Linked DNA regions of Sus scrofa: regions 1, 2 and 4 are each linked to region 3. Evidence: chromatin contacts called from public HiChIP or PLAC-seq and promoter capture Hi-C data. All regions are on one chromosome and are shown on one strand. Each heading gives the region's core, a stretch centred on a gene start, on an enhancer-like site or on the middle of the called end of the contact. The rest is flanking DNA. Distances are from core to core; before and after follow the strand shown.

Region 1 (2,700 bases), core at 19-2,518, 94 kb before region 3:
TGCCAAGGCAGACTGGGTCAGCTGCAGAAGCTTGACAATTCATGGCTTTGTCTACACTGCACAGGGCCTGGAGCCTTCTTCCCAACACCCCACCCTCCTCTCCCACCATAAAGAAAGCTCAAGACACCAATGGTTCTCCTTTTTTGCCCCTTTTGGCTATTATAAAACTAATATCACCATATTACAGAGAAAATTAAGGGGACCACCTCCAATTCAAAAGTCTTACTATAATCACTATCAATATCTAAAAATACATAATTGATTTGCTCAATACATTTATTCTACATGGCTGCTTATGTTAACACCAGAGCCAGATCCCTAACCCACTGAACGAGGCCAGGATCAAACCCGTATCCTCATAGACACTATGTCGGGTTCTTAACCCACTGAGCCACAAGAGGAACTCCCTGTTCTCTCTTTTTTTAATCAAGAAAAAAAAAATTTTTAATCTAGAACACCCCCTTTTGCCTGTGCCCACCAGTCTTCCTTTTTTTCCATAAAGAACCATTTTCCACTACAGCAATCCTACCCATCACTCCCACCCTGCCCCTTAAGTGGAGGTTTTACAGTTTGTCTCTGGGTTTCTGTGTGTATGTGCTTGTGTGTGTTAGGCTAATTTATGCTGCAGAAACCACAAAGTTCAAAAAGCAGTGAGACCATTGGAGCTGGAAAAATCACGGTAGCCAGATGTGTCTGCCACAAACTCACCACATAAATTTTATCAGAAAAAAAACTACTGGGAAAAGGAAATATTAAGATGGCCTACATATAAATCTGACTTTCAGCAAACTTTCAGGATACCTTTCTACAGGCTTCCAACAACACCCGGCTGAGGTGTCCCTTAGCTATTTTATTTGCTTTTGATAAAATGTCTTCAAGTGTCTTTGTACACTTCCTAGAGGGATGAATGAGCCAACTTTGCAAACTGAGCAAAGACAAGATTTTTCCATCTTGTCTTGAAAAGCATACCCTGTAAAAAAGAAAAAGAAAAAAAGACAGCAAGACAACCACACATGTGCTTATAATTTGAAATACAGATCAAGACAGACCCGGAGGAGAGACTCTGGCTTGGTGGATGGCACATCTTCAAAGGGGGAGTGTGTGTGTGAGTGTGTGATATTTTAAAAATTCCTATAGCATTAAAAATACACTCTGGCTGCACTTTACCAGAAGTTTCTAAACTGGCTAGGGCTGGCAGTCTGGTGAAGTTGTTACACAGTCTTTATTTTTCCTGTCCTGTCTGGGAGGAGACTGGCACCCCAGGTTGGGACCTTGTTCCAACAAAGAGGCCCGTTAATGTGTGACAGGGCCCAGCACACCATGGTTTATGATCGCCAGGATTATCACTGAAAAGGCAAAATTGTTACTTTCTCTGGTTGAAAACATTTTAAAATATGGAGAGGTTTTGTTTTGCTTTTGTTTGCTTGTTTGTTTGTTTTTTGTCTTTTTAGGGCCACACCCACAGCACTAGGGGTTCCCAAGCTAGGGGTCAAGTCAGCTTTAGCTGCCAGTCTATGCCACAACCACAGCAATGCCAGATCCAAGCTGCGTCTTCAACCTATACCACAGCTCACAGCAATGCAGGATCCCTCACCCACTGAGCAAGGCCAGGGATGGAACCCACATCCTCATGGATACCCGTCAGGTTCATTACCACTGAGCTACGACGGGAACTTCTGGAGAGATGTGAAGTTATTGCACAAGGTCAGTACTGTTGTGCTGAGAAATGGGAACACTTTGATGTTGTCATGCTTGCAGAGGGAGAAGTTTCTAAGTGAACCTTCTCTGCCCAAACTCACTGTGCTTGCTAGCTGGGGTTAAAGGTGATTTTTGCAACATGTAAGCAAACGTCGGAAAGATCACAGTTGCAGGATGCGAGGCTGGGTTTTCCTGAGGGAGGAGGAGGAGGACGGCTTCCTAATGGCACACACCACAGGCTCTTCCTCCCACCACACAGGGACCAGAAAAGTGAGGAAAAACCAAGCTACCAACTAATTATAATAGTTATAAAAATCCATTTCTTTGGGGGCTTTCTCTATGCCAGGTACCAAGGCATGGACTACCTAACTACTCAAAACAAATTTCATGGGGGAAAGACTATCATCATCACCTACTACAAATAAGGAAAATGAGACCCATGTTAAGCCCAAGAGAAACTGTTTTGACTCCAAGGCTTCCCATTAACCAAAAAGGTTCCGACTCTCCAACCCACCCCCATCACCACCCTAACAACCTAACTGATTTCCTTAGCAGGTTCCATTTTCCCCAAGCCCATTGTTTTATACACTATAATATGCCTGTGTAGAGTCCTTTTTTTCTTTTGGGCTGTGCCCACAGCATGCATAAATTTCCAGACCAGGGGATGAACCCTCACCACAGCAGTAACAACACTGCATCATTAACTGGTTGTGCCACCAGGGAACTCAGAATCCTTTTGTTTGTTTGTTTGTTTCATTTTTTTCCCACTCCTCCAAAAAAATTTAGTGGCTTTTTTTTTTTTCCGTCTTTTTTAGGGCCACATCTGCAGCATATGGAGGTTCCCAGGCTAGGGTTCAAATCGGAGCTGCAGCTGCCAGCTTCCACCAAGCCATAGCAACTTGGGATCTGAGCTGTGTCTGCTACCTACACCACAGCTTATGGCAATGCTGGATCCTTAACCCACTGAGCAAGGCCAGGGATCAAATCCATGTCCTCATGGAT
Region 2 (2,700 bases), core at 49-2,548, 130 kb before region 3:
CTGGGAAAGTCTTTGTACTTAAAAAATAATCCTGCATAAAAAAATTAATGTAATTTTAAAAATAGCTGAATGGATTTGGAGATGGAATATTTCTTCATACCTCAGTGATCTTATCAAAATCAGGAAAAAAGAAGCTGCTTTTCCTTTGTGCACACTTGGTGAACCTCATTTTAAAAAGTGTATTTGTACTAATTACTCAGTCATAAAAAAGAATGAAATTTTTGCCATTTGCAACAGCATGAATGGTCCTTGAGGGCATTATGCTAAGTGAAATAAGTCAGACAAAGGCAAACACTGTGTGATGTCACTTCTATATAGAATCTAAGAAATACAACAAACTAGTGAATATAACAAAAAAGAAGCAGTCTCACAGATATAGAGAAGAAACTAGTGGTTACCAGTGGGAGGGGAGGGGAGGGAGGGTGAGATACAAACTACTGGATGTAAGATAGGCTCGAGGATGTACTGTACGAAATGCGGAATATAGCGAATATTTTACAATAACTGTAAATGGAAAGTAACCTTTAAAAATTGTATACAGAATTGTAGTAACCTATAAGGGAAAAGAACCTGAAAAAGAATCTTAAAAAGAATATAGCTGAATCACTGTGCTGTACACCTGAAACTAACACAACATTGTAAATCAACTATACTTCAGTAATTTTTAAAACATTGTAGAGAAAACAAATAAAAATTGAAAAATACATAAATAAAAATGAAAATGTGTTCTGGTTTATAACATCTTTCAAAGGGATCCTTTGAAAAAGAATTGGTATTTTTTTAGAAAATGGATTCTTTCTGGGACCTGTAGGCAAATAAAACACTGACAGCAGTTAGAACGAAAGCTCTAAGAGGGTAGGGACCAAGCCTAAATGCACTGCTGAGCATTTAGTGCCTACAGCATGTTGCACAAATAAATGAATGAACATAAATGGTCAGGCTACTTCAGAGGGAGCCACATTCTGGGTGGACAACATGACTGCTGACGAGCCCAGTCAACCCTGAAACCTAATTCCCTGAAATGCTTTTCTAAAAGGAAAACTATGGCCCCATGGGCTGAAGGAAAGACTGAAACAGCTGCTATTTATGCTATGATATGACACTTTTTAACCTCTCTCAATAGCTATTCTTCACATGACAAAAAACAGACCTCAGAGCCTTCCCTGGACCAGAGCTGCTCACAGCCGGGTGTGTCCCTCCCTGGGGCCCTTGGTCAGGAATGGCTTCGAGAAGGCAGCCAGCTGGCCAGCCAGCCCCGGTAGTGGCTGTCAAGACCCTGAAATCCGTGAAACCTGCCAAAAGAATTCCAGGGCCTCCCGCCCAAACCCTCTCCCCTTGTCACTGTTGCCCTGGTAACCAGAGGCCAGGCTGAGTCAGCAGATTTGTTTGACAGGCTGCTTTCTCCTGTCCACTGGGCCCCAATTAAGGGACGGATGGGGGTAAAAGCAGTGCTGAGTCTGCCTGGGAGTAATAACGGTTTCTCAACAACGGGAGTGAAGGCTTCTCCACTTAAGGCTCTTCCCTGGGAGCTGACAGGAAGTCCTTGAGGTTATAATTATCTCTGAGGCAGAAGCACACCCCCAGCTTCATATTTAAATGAATAATACAGTGACAAACTCTGCTTAGATAGAGCCAAGAAGTCTGTTTTCCTGTCAAGGAATTTTTCTTTCAGAGGGGTAAATAGGGACTGCGAAGCCTGTTTCTCAATTTCTTACCAGTTACTAAAATTTTCCATTTCATTGGGTAAAGTTGTAAACATGCCCTTTATGATACTGAGCAAATATTGTGTTGATTTTTAAGCTGCAGCAGCAGAATATTCTATAGTCTTGTGGGCATGGTATCTTAAAATTTATGTCCAGCCTTGTTGTAGAAAGGATTCCAGGCAGCTTAGAATAGGTACGTCCAAACCCACAGGACAACTTCCATGGCTGCTACAGAATAAATACATGACTTCCCAGTATATTGAAAAAGAGAGAGAGAGAGATAACAAACCATACCATTTGGACAATTCTAAATTTTGATAAATACACAATACAGTTGTGAAACAGCCACCTCAGCCAAGCCACAGAACTGTGTCTAAGCAGGTGAGCCAAATATCACTTCTACTTCCCGTCCATTTCCCTGCTCCCACCCTGGTTTAAGTGCAAATAGTATGGCTGATGTGAAAACCACCAAAAGAAAAAGAGGAAAAATAAAACAACAAAACTCCACCAAGGGGATACACATAATCCACACATGAACAATCCGACATCTTGGCAAGTGCCCCAGAAAACTATCAAAACTATCAAACACCCCAACACCATTTATCATATGGCCTCAAATAATATCTTTGACCGGGAGGAGCAGCTGCTTCTAGATGGGGGAAAATATCTTCCAAGATTTAAAAAAAAAAAAAAAAAAAAAGTCTCTTTTAGGTCTTTTTCCCTATATTCCATAATAAAGATAAAAAGACATCATAACCATCCATTTCATCTGGACTCCTCCCCTAACTACACACACACACACACACACACACACACACACACACACACACACTCAAAGCTGAACTATGTGAGCCTCTGCAAGCAAATCTGGACAGCATTTCTCCCTGAGGTCCTGTACACTGGAATTGACACTATGATGCAGCAAAATACTCCAAGTTCCACAGCCTCTAGGGATCAGCATTTAAGGAACTCGGTTGGTATTTCTGTAATATGAACC
Region 3 (2,804 bases), core at 172-2,671:
AACTACTTCACCAAGCAGTTCCTAATTACATCAGAGGTGCTGTGTGGTCATTATGTCACCCAGCTGGAAACAGTAAGGCTTACTGGGCAGTGTTCACTTTTCCAGCCTGCTTTTCCCAAGAATGGAGAGGCTGCAGACCCCTACATTAAGAAGAGTCCCTCTCCTCCCCAAGCCTCAGAACTTTTCTGGCATTTACATTTGTGTCTCGAACCCAATGGACCAGGCTCTGAATTATCTGATTAGAGGGGGCAGGGAAGGGATTAGAGCTTGGGTCCAGCAATCTGCATAGGTACTCCAGATTCAAGGACAGTCACCTATGTGTTTCATGAGAATCCTCCAAAAAGCACTTTTTTTACTCCTACTTTGAAGAATCTCCATGTCCTGAATCTCTTGTGACTTCCAGGACTCTGTAAGACCTTCACCAGACTCTTACAAGTTGATCTCTTACAATTCCAATACCCAGAGATTCACTCCCTACTTCAAGCTTCCCAGATCTCTGGGGAAAAAACCGTGGAAGGGCACTCATTTCACACACACGTACACACGCACACACGCACACACACGCACAAGAACCAGCGTGGGTGGGCTAAGTATCATGACTCTGTGTCCCCCCTAGCTCCAGGCTGACTTACTTGAGGAAGTATCTCTGGCCAGTGGCCGTGAAGGTCATCTCCCAGCCGGGGGCAGGGGCAGCTCGTCGGTCACGTCATAGGACTGCTGGCGGAGGTGCGCGTGCTGCTGCGCCGGGTTGCCAGCAGCACCCGCGCCAGTGCCCAGCTGCAGAGAAGCGGGAGACGAATGCGAGCGGACGTGCTGGGCGCCACCGGCCAGCCGGGGCCCGGGGTGGCCACCGGACGAGTCGGTACTCGACTGGCGCGAGTGCGAGCCGGAGTCAGGCTCCTTGAAGAACGACTCAGGCAGGATCTTCTTCCGCCAAGAGCTGGGCTTGGGGTTCATCACGGAGTTGAAGAGGGCTTCCAGGTCCGTGTCTAGGTCTTGAGTGACGTGGATCACTTGCTGCCCGGGTGGCGGGAGCGGAGGGGGTGCCGAGGCCGGATTCATCTTCTGTAAGGAGAAAAGAAGTCGGATTAACCTTTTTTATGTAAGGTTGAAGAAAGGGGTACAGGGCGGGCGCGGGGGTAGAATCAAAAGAAAAGAAAGGAGACACATAGGGGTCCTCCTCGAGACCCCAGACACCCATCAGTAAGACCAGCCGGATGGGGGAGGGGTCCCTTCTAACCTCGAGAATTATGCAACTTTCTTGAAGCCCAGAAGTTACCAGGAAAAGGGGGGGAGGGCACTGCTGGAAGTTAACTGCCCTGGAGACGCGGCTGAACTGCTAGTGGCAAAGGACAGGTCGAAACTTTCCAGGGCAGGCAGCCCCCAAAAAAGTTTCAACCGAGCCAACTCCGAGATATCTCGCCTCCGGAACCCGAGGAGCCAAGCGCCCTGGAGTGGTGCCGGGTGAACGGGCGCGCGCCAGCGGGCACTACCTGGGCGCGCAGAGAAGCCGAGTCTGGGCGTGCGGCGGCCGCCGTTCCGCCCGAACTCGCAGTCGGGCCTGGGTCACTCGGGTGCGTTCCGAACTTGCAGGGCTGGAGCCGGGGCCCGGCTGGCAAATTCCGACCCGACTCGGTGCCTGGCAGCCTAGGGGCTTCGGCTCTCACATCCCCCGAACTGGCCTCAGGCGCTCGCGCTCCGAGAGGAGGCGGAGGTGAAGCAGACTCAGCGGCTGCCGCGGATCCCCGACTGTCCCATAAACAAAGTTTGGAGCAAACTCCCACTCCCAGGAAAGAGGCGGGCCCGAAAGTTGAGCTGTTGAATTATGCATGACCTCCAAGTCCAGAGGCTGCCTGCCCCCGCTCGTCCCTCCCCTTCCTCCTCCTCTTTCCACCCCGGCTGCAGAAAACCCTGGGCTTGCTGGGTACTTTGCAGGGTAAGAGGAGCCGGGTACCCCCCACCCACTCCTCCTGGTCGCGCGGACCTCTCCCGCGGAGCCCTGGATCTGCATTCCTTTGAGTTTACCACGGACTTGGGGCGGGATCAAAGGGAAAGTGGCCCGAGCCTGTTTAATCAAGGACTTGCGGACCGAAACCAAGGCTGGGGGCGGCGGAGGGCACGAGGGTGAGGGGCCCAGATCGAGGAAGGGCCTGTCCTAGGCGCCGCTCCCTCTCTTCATGCAGGGTGCCGTGCCGAAGTTTTGAGCACAGGATCCCGGGACTGACCCATAGGGCGGGCCTGGGTGCGCCCCGACTCGAGTAGACACCAACGAGGCCAGCATTTCCAAGGGAGGCTGCTGAGAGCTCGTGACCATATTTGGTCTGGCGAGGAGGCACCTCGGCAGTTTGGCTTTCAATTGTCTGCTCGTGCGTAGACGGCTCACAGAAAGTGCTTCTGTCGTTAGGGATGGGGCTTCGTCAACTGGTTCATTGTAAACAAACAATCTTCAAACCTTTTATCAATCCTTTTTTTCCTCTCCGGGGTGACTCGAGTTACTAGGAATTGAGAAGAAACCTAGCCAGAGCTGGGCGCTGGAAAAGGAGAGCAATTGCGCCCCCCTCTCTCCAGAGACATCCGCGCGGGTTAGTGGGAGGATTGGAATGTCCCTGACGCCCTCCGAAGAGCCTGGAGCCGGGATGGAACCAGAGCAGGTGGCTGGGAGTAGAAAGGGTGCGCCAGTGACCCGGAAAAAACACCCACCCTCCCACCGACTGGATCTGGGCAAGTGGTGGAGACCCCCTGCTTCTAGATCTAGCATGCTAAGACAGCTGAGGGAAGTAAGAGGCTGCCTGACCCTCTGGAGC
Region 4 (2,700 bases), core at 30-2,529, 75 kb before region 3:
TAATCTTGCAATCAGTTTTTGAAAGAATTTTTTTTAAGCCACCGAGCTACTTTAAATGCTCAAATACTTTGAAAATTGTTTTTCCAGGCTCTCTGTGCCCAACACATGTTCCAACGTGTTGTTTTTCCAGTTGTTCTTAAGTGGGACACTGACACACTGCTTGTTCTAATGGGGCCAAATGAATTAAATGTCACTTGCACAAAGAGGGCAAAGCCCAAAACCAAAAATTCTTTGAGGTCAGTTTAGTTTCTTCTTTATTCATGTGGGGAGAGTCTATTACTTTTTGTTGGTTTTGTTTTTTGTTTTTTTTTTTAATTCTGGGAAACGGATGAACCACCCTGGGCCCTGGTCGTCAGTCACTTTCTGCACGTTTGAAAGACAAGACATGTGGAACTAGAGGAAAGACTGGCACGAAACACAATTCCAGTCTGGAAAAAGACTGGAAGTGCTTTTCAGAGCCAACCTCTCATTTCACAAGAAACAATTTGGAGGATCGAAGACAAAAAAGGGGGGTTGAGTTAGGCTTCCGAAGGCAGGGAGGGGAGAGGGACACTGGGGGCGTTGAAGATAATCACTGGGCAACAGAGCTTGTGTTTCCTGTAAACCCAGCCCACAATGTCTCTTTACATGTATTTCTGGGCATCGTTGGTTGAAAGCATCACCCAAAAGAGGCAGTGGCACAGTGGTTTTAAACTTTGCCTCTGCTATTAACCAGTTAAGAGACCGCTGAAACTTCACTTAGCATCTCCACGCCTGTTTCCTCCACTGTAAAATGGGCATAAGAACATCCTTTTCATGAGGCTGTTCTGAATATTTCATCCAATGACAAAAGCGAAACACCCACACAGTGCCAGACACACACGACACTCGATAAATATTAATTCCCCTTCTTTCTCTTATGAAAACCTTTCCCAACTGTTTAAAAAGATCTGACTATTTCCAATGCAAAAATCAGCAAACAGCCTATGGAAAAATGAACCCAAAGAAATGGGGGCAAATAATTGCGGACATCAATTCACTGCAAAAAACTACAGACGTATTTGACTTTACATGGAGTAGCTGAGTAATAATTGATCTAGAGACAAAAATAGTCTCAAAACACAAAAGAACTAGCAAACCACCAGCCTCTGTGGCTCCTTCATACACGCCCCACCCCACACATTCTATTTTCTTTTTCAGGACACACCCACGGCCTATGGAAGGAAGTTCCAGGGCCAGGGACAGAGCTTGTGCCACAGCGGCAACCCTTGCCACAGCAGTGACAACGCCAGATCCTTAACCCGCTGAGCCATCACCGAACTCCATCCCGCATTCTAATAATAATAACTCTCAGAACTAGTGTAAGAAAAGGCCAAATCTGAGATTCCATTCACTCTCTCATTAGGCATTTTCAGCAGTGATGAGTGTGCCATGTCAGCACAAGACTCAGCCTCATGTTTAAAGTAGAAAGGATTTCAGCTTGAAGTGAAAAGTAGAAGGCTGAATACTAGAAAAAGACTATCTATCTGATGGCTTTCCATTCTTCCTCACAAAAATGCTCAAGAAGTTTTACATTGAGAGTTCCCACTGTGGCTCAGAGGGTTAAGAACCCAACAGTTGTGTCCTTGAGGATGTGGTTTCAATCCCTGGCCCCACTCAGTGGGTTAAGAACCTGGCATTGCCTCAAGTTGTGGAGTAGGTTGCAGATGCTGCTTGAATCCTGCATTGCTGTGGCGAAGGCCAGCAGCTGCCGTTCTGATTTGACCCCTAGACTGGGAACTTCTATATGCCATGGGTGTGGCCTTAAAAAAAAAAAAAAAAAAAAAAAAAAAGTTTTACACTAATTTCATTTTTTAATCATTTACAGAGTAACAATAATTCATTCCCCATGGTTTACCCCAAAATGCAGGGGTACAGATCGGGTACAGAAATACAAGAAGACTTGAAGCTTCTGTGACTCAACAAAATGGAAAAACAAATTTAGCCTAAAAAGTACTATAGTTTTGTTTGTTTGTTTTTGACCACACCCACAGCATGTGGAAGTTCCAAGGCCAGAAAAGTACCATAGATTTATACAAAGTATGTTAATGAAAACTCCCAAGACAGTTAGCTTTGTATGCACAGGTATATGTTAATCAAAAATATACTATTGCTTTAATCTTTTGAATTTAACAAAGAATAGAAATATGCATAAGTTTCAATTTTTTTATGACTTATTTCCTCATCCAAACCCCATTGTTTTTCACTTAAGTAGCTGGTGTTAATTTTCACTTTTTAAAAAGTTTATTAATATGTATGTAATTTTAATTTTGGTATAAAGTTAGGAAACTTTCAGGAATATACATGGTACTCCCATCTACAGATTCACCAACTGTCATATTTTTTTCAAAGTTAGTTCTGGAGTTCCCATCGTGGCACAGTGGTTAACGAATCCGACTAGGAACCATGAGGTTGTGGGTTTGGTCCCTGGCCTCGCTCAGTGAGTTAAGGATCCAGCATTGCCGTGAGCTGTGGTGTAGGTTGCAGACGCGGCTCGGATCCCATGTTGCTGTGGCTCTGGCGTAGGCCAGCAGCTACAGCTCCGATTCGACACCTAGCCTGGGAACCTCCATATGCCGCGGAAGCGGCCCAAAGAAATAGCAAATAAGACAAAAAAAAAAAAAAAAAAAAAAAGTTAGTTCTGACTGAAAAGTAACACTAGAATAATCATCTGTTTTTGTT

Evidence for each region. Promoter capture Hi-C pulls out the DNA fragments that hold promoters and counts their contacts. HiChIP or PLAC-seq counts read pairs in DNA pulled down with a chosen protein or histone mark.
Region 1: a contact with region 3 is called in a promoter capture Hi-C map of liver, with 5 times the contacts expected there. The contact joins the enhancer-like site here to the promoter of WWTR1 in region 3. A contact is called at or near these places in 2 of 5 promoter capture datasets (fetal liver and liver), 9 of 47 Hi-C or Micro-C datasets (alveolar macrophages, embryonic fibroblasts, fibroblasts and 3 more) and 2 of 2 datasets of contacts at active chromatin or transcription factors (alveolar macrophages and skeletal muscle).
Region 2: an H3K27ac HiChIP or PLAC-seq map of skeletal muscle shows a contact between it and region 3. The contact joins the enhancer-like site here to the promoter of WWTR1 in region 3. A contact is called at or near these places in 2 of 5 promoter capture datasets (fetal skeletal muscle and liver), 4 of 47 Hi-C or Micro-C datasets (embryonic fibroblasts, heart right ventricle, retroperitoneal adipose tissue and 1 more) and 1 of 2 datasets of contacts at active chromatin or transcription factors (skeletal muscle).
Region 4: a contact with region 3 is called in an H3K27ac HiChIP or PLAC-seq map of skeletal muscle. The contact joins the enhancer-like site here to the promoter of WWTR1 in region 3. A contact is called at or near these places in 11 of 47 Hi-C or Micro-C datasets (alveolar macrophages, embryonic fibroblasts, fetal skeletal muscle and 5 more) and 1 of 2 datasets of contacts at active chromatin or transcription factors (skeletal muscle).

The regions. Positions count from the first base shown.
Region 1 is chr13:89,794,258-89,796,957 of Sscrofa11.1, forward strand. All of the region lies in intron 4 of WWTR1 (WW domain-containing transcription regulator protein 1), which reads right to left. Among named protein-coding and RNA genes, the nearest start is that of WWTR1, 94 kb to the right of the region's middle. Within about 2 kb of position 1,269, at least 5 of the 83 cell types and tissues checked have an H3K27ac peak or open chromatin away from gene starts, as enhancers often do. A contact at or near this core is called in fetal liver and liver, where this site is marked.
Region 2 is chr13:89,762,878-89,765,577 of Sscrofa11.1, forward strand. All of the region lies in intron 5 of WWTR1 (WW domain-containing transcription regulator protein 1), which reads right to left. Among named protein-coding and RNA genes, the nearest start is that of TM4SF4, 63 kb to the left of the region's middle. Within about 2 kb of position 1,299, at least 50 of the 83 cell types and tissues checked have an H3K27ac peak or open chromatin away from gene starts, as enhancers often do. A contact at or near this core is called in embryonic fibroblasts, fetal skeletal muscle, liver and 2 more, where this site is marked.
Region 3 is chr13:89,888,126-89,890,929 of Sscrofa11.1, forward strand. It overlaps WWTR1 (WW domain-containing transcription regulator protein 1), which reads right to left and starts at 1,422. Exons shown (of 8, transcript XM_013992351.2): 1 at 1,241-1,422; 2 at 681-1,065; 3 at 633-678. The coding sequence starts at 1,062.
Region 4 is chr13:89,813,247-89,815,946 of Sscrofa11.1, forward strand. The region is part of intron 3 of WWTR1 (WW domain-containing transcription regulator protein 1); the gene reads right to left. Among named protein-coding and RNA genes, the nearest start is that of WWTR1, 75 kb to the right of the region's middle. Within about 2 kb of position 1,280, at least 8 of the 83 cell types and tissues checked have an H3K27ac peak or open chromatin away from gene starts, as enhancers often do. A contact at or near this core is called in retroperitoneal adipose tissue and skeletal muscle, where this site is marked.